2 separate regions of the Mus musculus genome follow, and region 1 is linked to region 2. A link is a contact called in public Hi-C data. All regions are on one chromosome and are shown on one strand. The core of a region is the stretch at or near the end of the contact, and the rest is flanking DNA. Distances in the headings are between cores, read along the strand shown. Region 1 overlaps Git2 (GIT ArfGAP 2). Region 2 holds the start of Trpv4 (transient receptor potential cation channel, subfamily V, member 4).

Evidence for each region. Hi-C and Micro-C count contacts between places; a contact is called where the count stands out from the background.
Region 1: a contact with region 2 is called in a Hi-C map of embryonic fibroblasts, with 2.8 times the contacts expected there. The contact joins the enhancer-like site here to the promoter of Trpv4 in region 2. A contact is called at or near these places in 1 of 39 promoter capture datasets (Sertoli cells), 1 of 484 Hi-C or Micro-C datasets (embryonic fibroblasts), 1 of 115 datasets of contacts at active chromatin or transcription factors (embryonic stem cells) and 2 of 9 other capture datasets (adipose tissue and liver).

What each region holds. Positions count from the first base shown.
Region 1 is chr5:114,740,128-114,745,470 of GRCm38.p6, reverse strand. It overlaps Git2 (GIT ArfGAP 2), which reads left to right. Exons shown (of 20, transcript NM_001347400.1): 13 at 1-42; 14 at 1,591-1,740. Among named protein-coding and RNA genes, the nearest start is that of Mir7028, 23 kb to the right of the region's middle. Within about 2 kb of position 1,485, at least 62 of the 459 cell types and tissues checked have an H3K27ac peak or open chromatin away from gene starts, as enhancers often do. A contact at or near this core is called in embryonic fibroblasts, where this site is marked.
Region 2 is chr5:114,654,341-114,660,427 of GRCm38.p6, reverse strand. It overlaps Trpv4 (transient receptor potential cation channel, subfamily V, member 4), which reads left to right and starts at 2,007. Exons shown (of 16, transcript NM_022017.3): 1 at 2,007-2,086.

The DNA of each region.
Region 1 (5,343 bases), core at 236-2,735, 86 kb before region 2:
ACAGACGTGGAGACGAGGGCAAGCAAGGCAAACCGGCAGAAGGTGAGAGGACACACCTCCCACAGGACAGACGTGCTCCTCCTAAAATGTGTTCTTGCCCTGGGGCTGTAGCTGAATGGTGGAGTGCTCGCCAGTATATACAGGGCCCTGAGTTTATTTCCCAGTGCCACCAGAAGACACATACACATGGCAGAAAAAGTAAAACTGGCAGAAGGGTTAGGCCTTGGAAGGTGCTGTGAGAGGGCTCAAGTTAGGCTCACTGCTAACTCAAGCCAAGCAAAGATTAAATAAATGCTCTTAAAATAAGGCCCTGTCACTGAGCAAGTGAAGGATCAGCGTTGACTCTAGGCTGAGGTCAGGACTGGAGGCTTCTCTGTGTCCCAGTGTGCTTAGCTCCTCCCCTCATGACCTCACTGATGGGGAAGCAGGGGACAGGAGACTATGCACTGCACAGGTGGTGCGCATCGCAAGAGCAGACAAGCTGGAGGTTAGGAGTTTGGAAGAGAGAGCATCAAGGGAGGAGCTCTTGACAGTACAGGGCTCTGAAACAAGGCCTCATAGATGTGCTGTCCTGCACCCGCGTAGAAGGCAGAACAAGAAAGCCTGGGCTGGAACAGCCTAGAAGAGCCCCACACTGTGCAGAGACTCTGGACAGCACAGTGAGGACCTCAGCTCTAAAGGGCATTGCAGCACGGCCTCAGGGCTCAGGCCAGTGGGGCCCAGGGAGAGAGACAGGGCACTGTTGAGTGAACAGGGGACAGGGCCAAGGGGTCTGCAGGCTGAACCCTCAGGACAGACTCAGATAGGCACTCCACAGACACTGAGTAACAAATAAACAAGAAGCTAGGCTGCCGAGGTCTGCAGGTTTGAAGCAGGGAGATAAGCTTAGATTTGTCCAGCATTTGCTGTTTGATATTGGCAGAAGGGACGCCCCTACCTGGACTGCCCCGTGCCAGTCCACTCAGTTACAGGCAGGGTCATTACCAGTCCCTCAGGGACGGACCATCCATTGATTGGCTGGGCTCCTGCTGCCCTTTCAGCCTCTCGCTGAGCACTGCTGCTGGACTCTCAGGAGCCCTGGCCTCCTCAGGCACGCCTTCCAGCTCCCCCAGCTCCTCCCCAGGCAGCCCAGCCAGCTGCTGCGTCCCACCCGCTCCATTGTCTGTGTCCCCAGCACTCAGTCCCTCTGTCCTGCCTTGGAACACCTTAGCCATCCCCTTTCCTGTGCTGCTGGAGTGTGAGCGCCATGGATGTAGCAGCCTGTCCTCTCTGTCACAGCGCACTGGAGACTGACTGATGCTCACTAGGTCATGTGGAGCGAGTGAATCCATAGAGTAAGCTCTTTAAGTTAGCAAGGACAGTGTGTGCAGGGCAGCGCAGAGCCTTGGCAGCCAGTGTCCACAGAGGTTTGCAGCGCTCTGCCTGCTCCTGCAGGAAGCTCTGCAGAGTGTCATGAGTCCTGGAGTGCCCCTGCCTTTCATATGGTCCACCTTTGCAGTCCAGCGGGCGTGGTGGAGATGGACATTCTTTAGCTGTTAGTCTTTAACATCATCATCGCGGATTGTGAACATTTTCCCGGTTTATTTTTAGAGCCTAGATTCAGATTTGTCAGATGGACCAGTCACTGTGCAGGAATTTATGGAGGTCAAAAGCGCCCTAGTGGCTTCTGAGGCCAAGAGACAGCAGCTAATGAAGGTGAATAACAACTTGAGTGACGAGCTGAGAATTATGCAGAAAAAGGTAACATGTTAATAAATGCCAGGATGGTTGACTCGTTGATCCCGGTCACCATGCTTATGGTCAGAGGGAAGAAAACATTTACTATAACAGACATAGACATACTGTCCTCTTGAAAGCAGGCTGTGTGTGTATGTTTGAAATGCAGCGCTCTGATGAGAAACGTGTTCAGTGTAGCACAGAGACTATAGCCCAGTGGTGGGTGGTGCATCTGCCTAGCATGAGCAAGGCCTGGGCCAGGGCCTGTGCTTGGCTGGGATTCTAATTCAGTGTATGTATGGACACAAAGCCTTGGGTTTGCACCTAAAAATGCATTCAGAGTAAACTCCCCTAGGAGAGACCTAGCAGCCCACTATTGGTGTGAGATAGCATAACTTTGCCCTGTCCTGGGCTTTCTGGGAATCTGGAAGCTACTGCTTGGGTGTGATTTTCCACACCTATTGCTGATTCTTAAAATTAATCTCACCATGCAGACAGAGCAGGCAGAAGCACGTGCTTCTCAGCGTAAGCCCTGGCACGTACCATGTGCCGTGCTTTCTCTGCTGGCACTGGCTCTGACTGCTACCCTGGCAACCCTCGCCAGCATCTCAGCCTGCTGTCACCACCTCGAGCAGGGCTTGACACACAGAAGACTGCCACATGTCTGCCTGTACTAACAAGGAGAGGCAACCCGTGTACGCTGCACTATCCTAGTCATTCCCCCAGGGCAGCCGTTCTCAACCTTTAGGGGACGTCAAGCAATCCTTTCACAGGGGTCGCCTAAGTCCATTGGAAAATGCAGAATTACAGATAGGAAGTAGTAACGAAATAATTTTATGGTTAGGGGTCAGCACAGCATGAGGAACTGTGTTAAGGGGACACAGCGTCAGGAAGGTTGAGAACCCCTGCTTCAGGGACTGGGAACTGCCTGTAGGAGAGGTCAGTGGGGAAGGCAGTGCTTGGGATGATGATGGAGAGCGACAGATGGGAAAGCCAGCTGTGCCCTAGACTCTGGGCACCGTAAGCATCGCTGACTGTCGTGAGAAAAAGCTCGCTATGCACCCCACGCAGAAAAAAATAGGCTGGCTTTGGGGTTTATACTATTGTTGAGGAACGCGATCTCAGACTCAGAGTATTGTAAGGCCTGGTCACAAGGTACATCTTCTCAAGGAAAGCCAAAGGGCTCTCCCACTGGCTAGGGAGCACTCCCACTGGCTAGGGAGCACTCCCACTGGCTAGGGAGCACTCCCACGGGCTAGGGAGCAAGGTTGTGAGAGCTCTGCAGTCAGTCAGTGGCTCTTGTGCTGTAGTGCAGAGGCTGAGAGACTGAGCTCTCGTGGCCTAGCGCCCCGACCTGCCTTGCAGCCCCTTCTAGGCTAGTGCACAGCTGCGACCAAGAGCCTGAGAGGCCTCTGCCGCAGCAGAGGCCTGACATCTCCTCGGCCTTTTCTGAGCAGGGTCACACAGATGTGGTAGTTAATGCAGTCACCATCTTACCAGCTTCTTGGGTGATTTGTTTTTCTGAAACTTGCCTTTGATTGTTGGTCTGCGGGGCTTCACCTTTTTACCCATAGTTCTCCTTTAGTGTTCATAAAGGTTACATGTGCTGGGGAGATGGCCCAGGTCAAACATTGAAAGACAAGAAGAGGACTGAAGTCCAGACCCCCAGAGCCCATGTGAAAGACCAGTTGGGCACAGTGGTCCACCTACAGTGCCGTGCAGCAAGAGCAGTGACAGGGAGTCCCCAGAGCAAGCTTCCAGCCAGACCAGCTAACCTGTGTGCTCAGGCTCACAGGGAGAGTGATTGTGGGAGATACCAGTGCTCCACTCGAGCCTCCCATCACATGTGTGTATGCACGTGTATGCTTAAGATTAATAAAGAAAACTCAGTGTTGGCTGAAGAGATGGCTCAGCAGGTAAAGGAACTTGACAGCTGCAGAAGCTGACAGCTTGAGTTCAAGTCCCAGAGCCCACAGAAAGCCGGAGAAGAAGCCTCAGAGTTGTCCTCTGACACCACACGCAGACACCAGGCACATGCAGACACAGTCAGACTTCATTTTTATTGTAATTGCTAGAGACAGCTCGAATCTCTTGAAAGCAAGTGTCTAGAGTTTCTCTAGAGCAAGAATTGGGGAGAGACTTAGTGGGTAAGAGACGAGTACCCAGCCTGATGGCCTGAGTTCAAGTCCCTAGACTCCCTGACCTCCACATGTGTACCGTGGTGTGCACTCACCCTGACACACATGCACATACACTCAGACAAGCCAAGTGTTGACGAGCAGAGCCATTGTCCATTATTATCATACAGATGCCTGTGATTTTTAAACTAGTGAATTATCTGTAACTTTTTATTTCCTGCCATACTTTTTCCAGAGTACAGCCTGGATCTTTTTTTTTTTTTTTTTTTTTTTTAAAGATTTATTTATTGGTTATATGTAAGTACACTGTAGCTGTCTGTCTTCAGACACTCCAGAAGAGGGAGGCAGATCTCATTACGGATGGTTGTGAGCCACCATGTGGTTGCTGGGATTTGAACTCGGGACCTTTGGAAGAGCAGCCGGGTGCTCTTACCCACTGAGCCATCTCACCAGCCCCAGCCTGGATCTTATAAACATTATTAAAATCTGTCTTAGGACATTTTTATAAATGCAGAGTAATGAATTTGGACACAGCCCTGTAATCCCAGCTACTTTGGAGGCTGAGATACAAGAATCACAAGTTCCTTCTTGGGCTAAGAACTAGTTCAAGGCCCGCCTGAGTAACTTGGACTCTGTCTCAGCTCCTGGGCATGATGTACCAGGGGGAGGCTCTGGTAGACCATGTGCCTCTGTGCTTGAGGCCCTGGGTTAAATTCCGTGTGTAGGGGAGAGGCTGAGGCGACTGAAACCAGGGTCTGTGCTCATCTCAGAAGGCAGCTGGCCAGAGTCCAGACTGGGTGTTTCAGAGGTAGCATCAGTGTTCAGGGCGTTTATACTTTCACAGCCTGCTCAGAATAGCACAGAGAGCTTTTAGCTCAGGCAGACATATGAGCCCTGCATCTAGGGATATAGTTTCTTGTATTATTCCCTCTCTCTGGACCCCACCCAGTTTCCATTCATATCCCGACAGCCCACACACTTGTCTGTCCTGGAATGCAAGAATTTCTAGAGGCTCTCCCTCTTTGCAAAGGAGGTTACATATATAGGCGGGGAAGCCATGCTTGTGTAGAGGTAGGCACTACAGATAGAGCATGGGGCTTGTTCACAAAGCAAGGGTGTACTGTTTTTATTTTAAAGTTTGTAATAGAGTTGGCAAAGTAGTGTGATTTATATCTGATCTTTCACATTTAACATTTGTTTGGAAACGATGCAAATTAATGAAGAGGGTCAGCCACTAGTGATGTATTTCCCACAGATTGGTGCTTTCTAAATAAAACTTGAAAGTTAACTCCCAATACTGCATGACCTTGCTATTGGACAGTGAGGACCCCCTGGTGCAGACATGGTTGCTTACGGACTTAAACCTTGGCACTGGATGACAGCATGGTCAAAGTGTACGTTCTCTCAGAGAAGGCAGTTGGACTCATACCATCCCCAGCTTATGCTACACAAATGCGGGGCTGAGGCAGCACAGACACGGTCACTTGTA
Region 2 (6,087 bases), core at 758-3,257:
CCATGCACCTGCATGTCAAGAGAGGGCATTAGATCCCATTACGGATGGTTGTGAGCCACCACGTGGCTGCTGGGAATTGAACTCGGGACCTCTGGAAGAACAGCCAGTGCTCTTAACTGCTGAGCCATCTCTCCAGCCTCAAGATCACCACTTTGAATGTAGTATGCATGCACATGAGAGAGACCATCTCTGTGTGTGTGTGTGTGTGTGTGTGGTTGTACATCTGTGTGTGTCTCACTCTGTGTGCGTGTCTGTGCCTATGCCTGTCTTGCTGGGGACAGAACACAAAGACTCCCACACACTAGGCAAGCCCTCTATCCCAGCCTGTCTTGCTTCTAAGGACACAGATCAGTGACATTGAGGACATTCAGATTATGCAGCCACCATACCATCCAACACCTCTATTTTCTGCCTCTTGTGAAGCTAAAACTCTACCCAGTGAACAAGAACTTCACAGGTCTGGGTTCTACTAACCCAGGCTCTATCCATCAGACTCTTGCTGTGTAGCCCAGGTTGGCCTCAGCCATCCCAGTGTCAGGATGGCATACCTTGTTCAACCAGCTCTTGGTGTGTGGGATGCGGAAGGAAGCCAGAGGGTCGACCTTAGGAGTTTCTCAGGGTCATCCACGCTGTGTTTTGGCAGGGTCTCTGAGCCCCCGGGATCTGCCTGCCCCTACTTTCTTAGCACTGAGATCGTGAATGTGTGGAACCACATTGGGGATTTTTTAAAATCTGGATTCTGGTGGCTGAACTCAAGGCCTCGAGTTTACCCGGCAGGCACTTTACCAAACTGAGCCATCTCCCAGGCCAGGGCCCTCAACCCAAGCTTGTAAAAGCATCTGCTAAGCCCAGGTGTTGGCCCTGTTGACTAGATTCAGGGTCCTCTTGAAGAACCCCAAGCATCCACGTAGGGGCATTACCTAATCTGTGGCAGGGCAGAATTTTTATCCGGGTGTCCTTGTAGCTGTCAATCACCAGCCTCCTAGGCCGAGCCACAGTCTCTTTTGCATGGGAGCCTCAGTTTCCCAGTCTGTGAGATGGGACTGGGTGAGCAAGGCAACTAAGTGCTGAGGGTTCTTTCCTCCCCACCCTGAAGAACAAGTCAGCCTCTTTGATGGATGCCTCAGCCTCCGTTCAGCCCCAACTTCAGGTGTGAAAGGCCTGAGCTTCAGGCTTCCTGTCGGGGAGGTAAGGGGGCATCGCGCACACCCCCTCACGGCTGCCAGACAGCTGCCAGCTCACTCTGCTGGAGACCACGGCCACCCAAATAGCGATGTTCTTTCCCCACCCCAAGGCAGTGGCTTGCGGAGGCCCACCCTCCTATCCAGGCCTGTTTCCCAACTGTAAGTGGGCCCAGCTCACCTCAGGCTCAGTTAAAAGAGGTTTACTTGCCAATGCCACCCCGCTCCAAACACACAGCTTAATTAGTGAGTTAGCTATTAAGATTTAAGTTGGTCGCCATGTTGGTTTTTATTTAGGCCCCTTCAATCCTTCTTTCTACACCCCACCCCCAACCCCACCCCCCGGCCTGCTGTTTGCCCAGGCTGGTCATCCCTAGTACTGTGCTGCGGGCAGGCTGAACAAGGACCGCAAGGAAGTCGCTAGGCTCACCAAGGCAGTCCCCCACCCAGCCTAGGAAAAGGAACGGTGATGTTAGGGGCTCTGTAAAGACCTGGTGCCCCTAGCATCTTCCGGATGATGGCTATAGGTGGAGGTTCAGAATGGAGACTCTGAGGTTCAGACTTAAGGAGAGCCGTGGCTTGGTGGGTAGTGTGTGGGTGGGTGGCGGGGAGTCCTCTCCAGTGCCCGGTGTGCCTCGCGGGCTTTTTTCTACCAGCCTTTGATGGGTGTGAGCTGCCGGGCAAGCGGGTTCCCGGGCTGGGCAGGCGACGGCCTGGGCGCAGGAACCAGGGATGAATGGAAGAGCGAGGCACCGAGCCAGGTGGCGGCGCGCAGGCCGGGGAGGACCCTGGGGTGGGCGGGCGCGGGTGGGCGGGACCCCGCGGGGCGGCGCGGCCGAAGCGCAGCAGGAGGAGGACGCGGCCGGAGGGATCAGGAAGCGGCGGCGCTGCGCCCGCGTCCTGAGGTGAGTGGGGCTGCTCCGGGGAAGGGATCCGCGAGTTCCTCGCGACCCCTCCCAATGACGGGGTTCGAGGTTCGCCGTCCCCGCCGCGCGCGGGATAGCGGGAGGCGACGCCACCACGAAAGTCACCTGTGGATTGGGCGCCGACCTGGGATTGGGGGAGTGTGGTGCAGATCTAGGTCACCTAGACCCGAGTCCCGAAACCAAAGGCCAGGGGCGGCCACCTACCCCGGACCAGCTCCACTTAGGTAGGGCGCGTGGCAGGGATGGGCGCGTGGGAGGGAACTGCGCGCCCGCAGCTTCCAGGGCTGCTTTTTGGAGTTTCAGAGAGATGGCCCCGCCGGGGAGAGGATGCAAAACTTTAACCTTAGTTTTACCCTGGAGACTCGAAGTGGCCTCCTAGGACAGGAAGAGATTTCCAAACTCCCCATTTGACTGAAAAATCCAACTTCAGACTCCCTTGGGACTGTCTTCCATTCCAGAAGGGCCCAGCCCAGCCGTGCCCCGTCCCCTGTGTAGATGAAGAAACCCAGGCTTGGGGGTAAGGATGGAGCCTAGTGAGCTGAAACCTGGGCGCTGGCTGGCTGCTTTGAAAACCCTCCCCACTGGCCTGTCCACAGCCCGGGTTAGGAAGTACCGAGGGATGAAGTCCTCAGCCCGGACTGGGGAGGGGGTGGCACGAACCTTGTACTTCTGAGCGCACATCGCATGTGATCTTTGTTCAGCGAGGTAAGAAATCCTGGCAGAGCTGAGCCCGAATGCCTTGGCTGTTGGCCATGTGGGGACAGCTCAGGCCTGGTGCTGCCCAAGGTGAGGTGTCTGTCAGTCATCACTATGTTAGGAGCACAGTCTGGGTGGACTCTGGGCATGCTCTGCCCTCCTCTGCGGTGTGACCTTGGTCTAGTCCCCTAGCTGCCTGAACCGCAGTACTTCTTTAATATTGTTATGGGAACACATTCTGGGGCTGTTGAGGGAGCCCTGGAGGGGTTTGCCGCAGCAGTTTGAGCTGGCCATTCCATTTCCACACTGTCTTGACAGAGAATAGGAAAGGGCCATTTTATTTTATTTATTTATGCATTTATTTATGTATGTATTTATTTATTGGTTTTTTTCGAGACAGGGTTTCTCTGTGCAGTCCTGGCTGTCCTGGAACTCACTTTGTAGACCAGTGTGGCCTCAAACTCAGAAATCTACCCGCCTCTGCCTCCCAAGTGCTGGGATTAAAGGCATGCACCACCACTGCCTGGCGAAAAGGCCGTTTTAATGCCTTCCTCCTGTCTGCTGTAGAGAAGACCAAGGGAGACCTCCCCCCTCCTTCTTGATTTTTTCGGACATCTCTGGGAGCAGGGGCTCCCCACAATTGGCAAACATCCTTCTTGGCTTTGCTCAGACTCTCTTTGAAGCCAGAAGGGATGGTGGCATCAGAGGACATTTGTGTGAGATCCACTGGAGTCTGAGGTGTGCCTGGGTGGAGGATTCCTCTGAGCCCCGAGAAGGTGCCTGGACTTTCGAGGAAATCCAGATGCCGTATGTCCAAGAAGGAAGGCCTCCTCCTCTTCTGGCCCTCACCTGCTTCCCTGTCCCCAGTAGGGGCTTCTTGGAAGCTCGGTACCACAGGATGCTGGCCCCTTAGATTGAGATTGGCCTAGTTATCGTGTGAGGGGTGTGACCCGAGCTCATATGCCCCATTCTCGTCCCTTCCACAGCTGCAGCTCCTGGTGGGCAGCACTGTCTCATGCCTGAGGGAGGAAGACAGATCCAGAAGGCATCAGGGTGCCTTTGATCAAGGTGGTGACTGGGCTGCACCTTGAAGAATAAAAACAGGACTGGGGGAGAGGGCATTAGGAGGGACCTGCACTAGCTGAGACACGTCTCGCCAGTTCTGCGCTGGGGGATGTAGGGTGTGGGGAGCAGAGACACTTCCGTTTGTCCAGAGTTGTGTGAGCCAGGCCAAGGCCAACTTAGAAGCTCTGAAAGTTGGGGGGTGGGTGGGAAGGGGGAGATGCCACCATTGTTTGTGTGGTATAGCAAGATCCTTTTAGCTGTAGAGCGGACACAATCGCAGGGAATGACTCAGGGAGCTCAGGGGTCCCCAGGCTGGGGGGGACCCGGTAGTGTCCAGAAATCCAGGGCCTCACTGAGCTACACCCCAATCCTTGAGCAAATGCTTTCAAGAGGGTCTTAGTGTGTTTGTATACCTAGAGAAGGGGGCTGGTGAGCCTCGCTCTGCCTCAGTTTCTTCCTGTTTGACTGCAGGGGGTTGGGGGGAGAACCAGTCCATTCTTTCTCCAACCAGGACCTGGGAGATGGGTTCCTATCTATAACAGGATCTGGGGATCTGAGAGAACATTTGTTTCATGCCACAGGGCCTCTAGAATGTTCCACATCGCTGACTGCGAGCACCTGTTAAAGATTAATTCTGATCTCTGGAGATTCTTGTAGTCCTGGGCTCCGTGGCTGGAGCAGTGAACTCTTGAGTACAGACTCAGTCTGCCTTAGTCAAGCCTGGGCTGCATCACCACCAGTTAGTAGGTGTGAGAATGGACTGAGTAGTTGTTATAAGCGAATCCGCTCAGTACATTCAGGTAACAAAACTTGTACCCATTATTCAGAGGGAGAGACTGAGGTCTGCAGGGCAAAGTCACTTCACTCAGCTCTGAATGGGCCACCCATGTCTTAATTGTTTGATCCCAAATCCACGAGGTGGCCTGTCCCCATTTGTTGTGACCTTCCATGGGGGGTGGGGGTGACCTGAGACTTAAGAAAGAGGTCCTACAACCACAGGGGACAACCGGACTGCTTCTGAACCCTTAAGCCTGCTGCTTTCTGCTGGGAGTTTAGGGTGTTTGCTAGGTGTTTCCAAGCCTCAGTTTCCTTATCTGTCAAAGGGGCTTGCTCTCGGATTTGCTCTGCCAGCCTAAGGCTCCCTGACAGGCCCTGAAACTTGGGTTTCCTCCCTCACTCGGGTTCTTGCAGCCCCCTCCAGGGCATGTTTCCTGGCATCCTGGGAGCCCTCCATGCCAAGCATCGGGCAAAGCTAGACTTGCTTTAACGGAGGATGGAGTCTTTCTGTCTGCCACGCCACGCCACTCCACGCGGCGGCAGCGCTGTGCACTGATTGAGTGCCAGGCCAGGCACACAGGAAACCTCAGGTCTGCTCCAGATGAAGTAAGGGTGTTGGAGCGGGCCCCAGGAGGTGGAGTGGGGAGGGGGCGGCCAGGGAATCGGTGTTTTCCTGGTGTTTTCCTTCGGGTAGTGAGTAAGGTGGCCTCTCCCCACACACATGCTGTTCTCCCTGCCCGGCACAAAGGGCTCCTTAGTCCCGCTCTCCTGGCTTAGAAGCCAGCTGCCCTTGTTTGAGCCCTGGCTTCCAGGTAGTGAAAGTGTTCCTCCAGCCTCAGTTTCCCCATCTGCACATTGGAGCAAGCACTCCCATGTGGGGCATGAGAGTGCTTGCTTTGTGGGGTCACTGTGGAATTAACTCAGTTCAGTCAGCCTCTGTCACCTGGTCACGTGTGACAGCCTCGTTCCCACAGGGGACACTTTACATCTGAGGATGCCCGAGTTATGGGAAGGGAAAAAGTTAGAGCCATGATTCCAGACCTTCCTAAGGCTGCGACCCTTTAATACAGTTCTTCACATTGTGGGGATCCCCAGCCATAAGATGATTTCATTGCTACCACATAACCGTAATTTGCGACTGTTTTGAGTCATAAATACCTGCTATGTGACCCCTGTGGGGGTCGAAACCCACGGTTGAGAACCACCAGTCTAGAGGTTCTCAGCTTCCTCCTGGCAGAGCTGCAAGCCAGCATCCGGTAAATCTTGTCCCCTCAAATTCCAGAAAAGCCAGCGATTGGCTCAGCTTTGTCATGAAAGCCATCTTGAAGTGACCTCTCTGAGCTCTGCCATCAGCCGCTGTGTGACTCCAGGAAGTGTCTTTACCTCTCTATTCCCAGGGCTGTCACCCAGAACTTGGTATAGGTCAGAGTTCTGCCAGGATA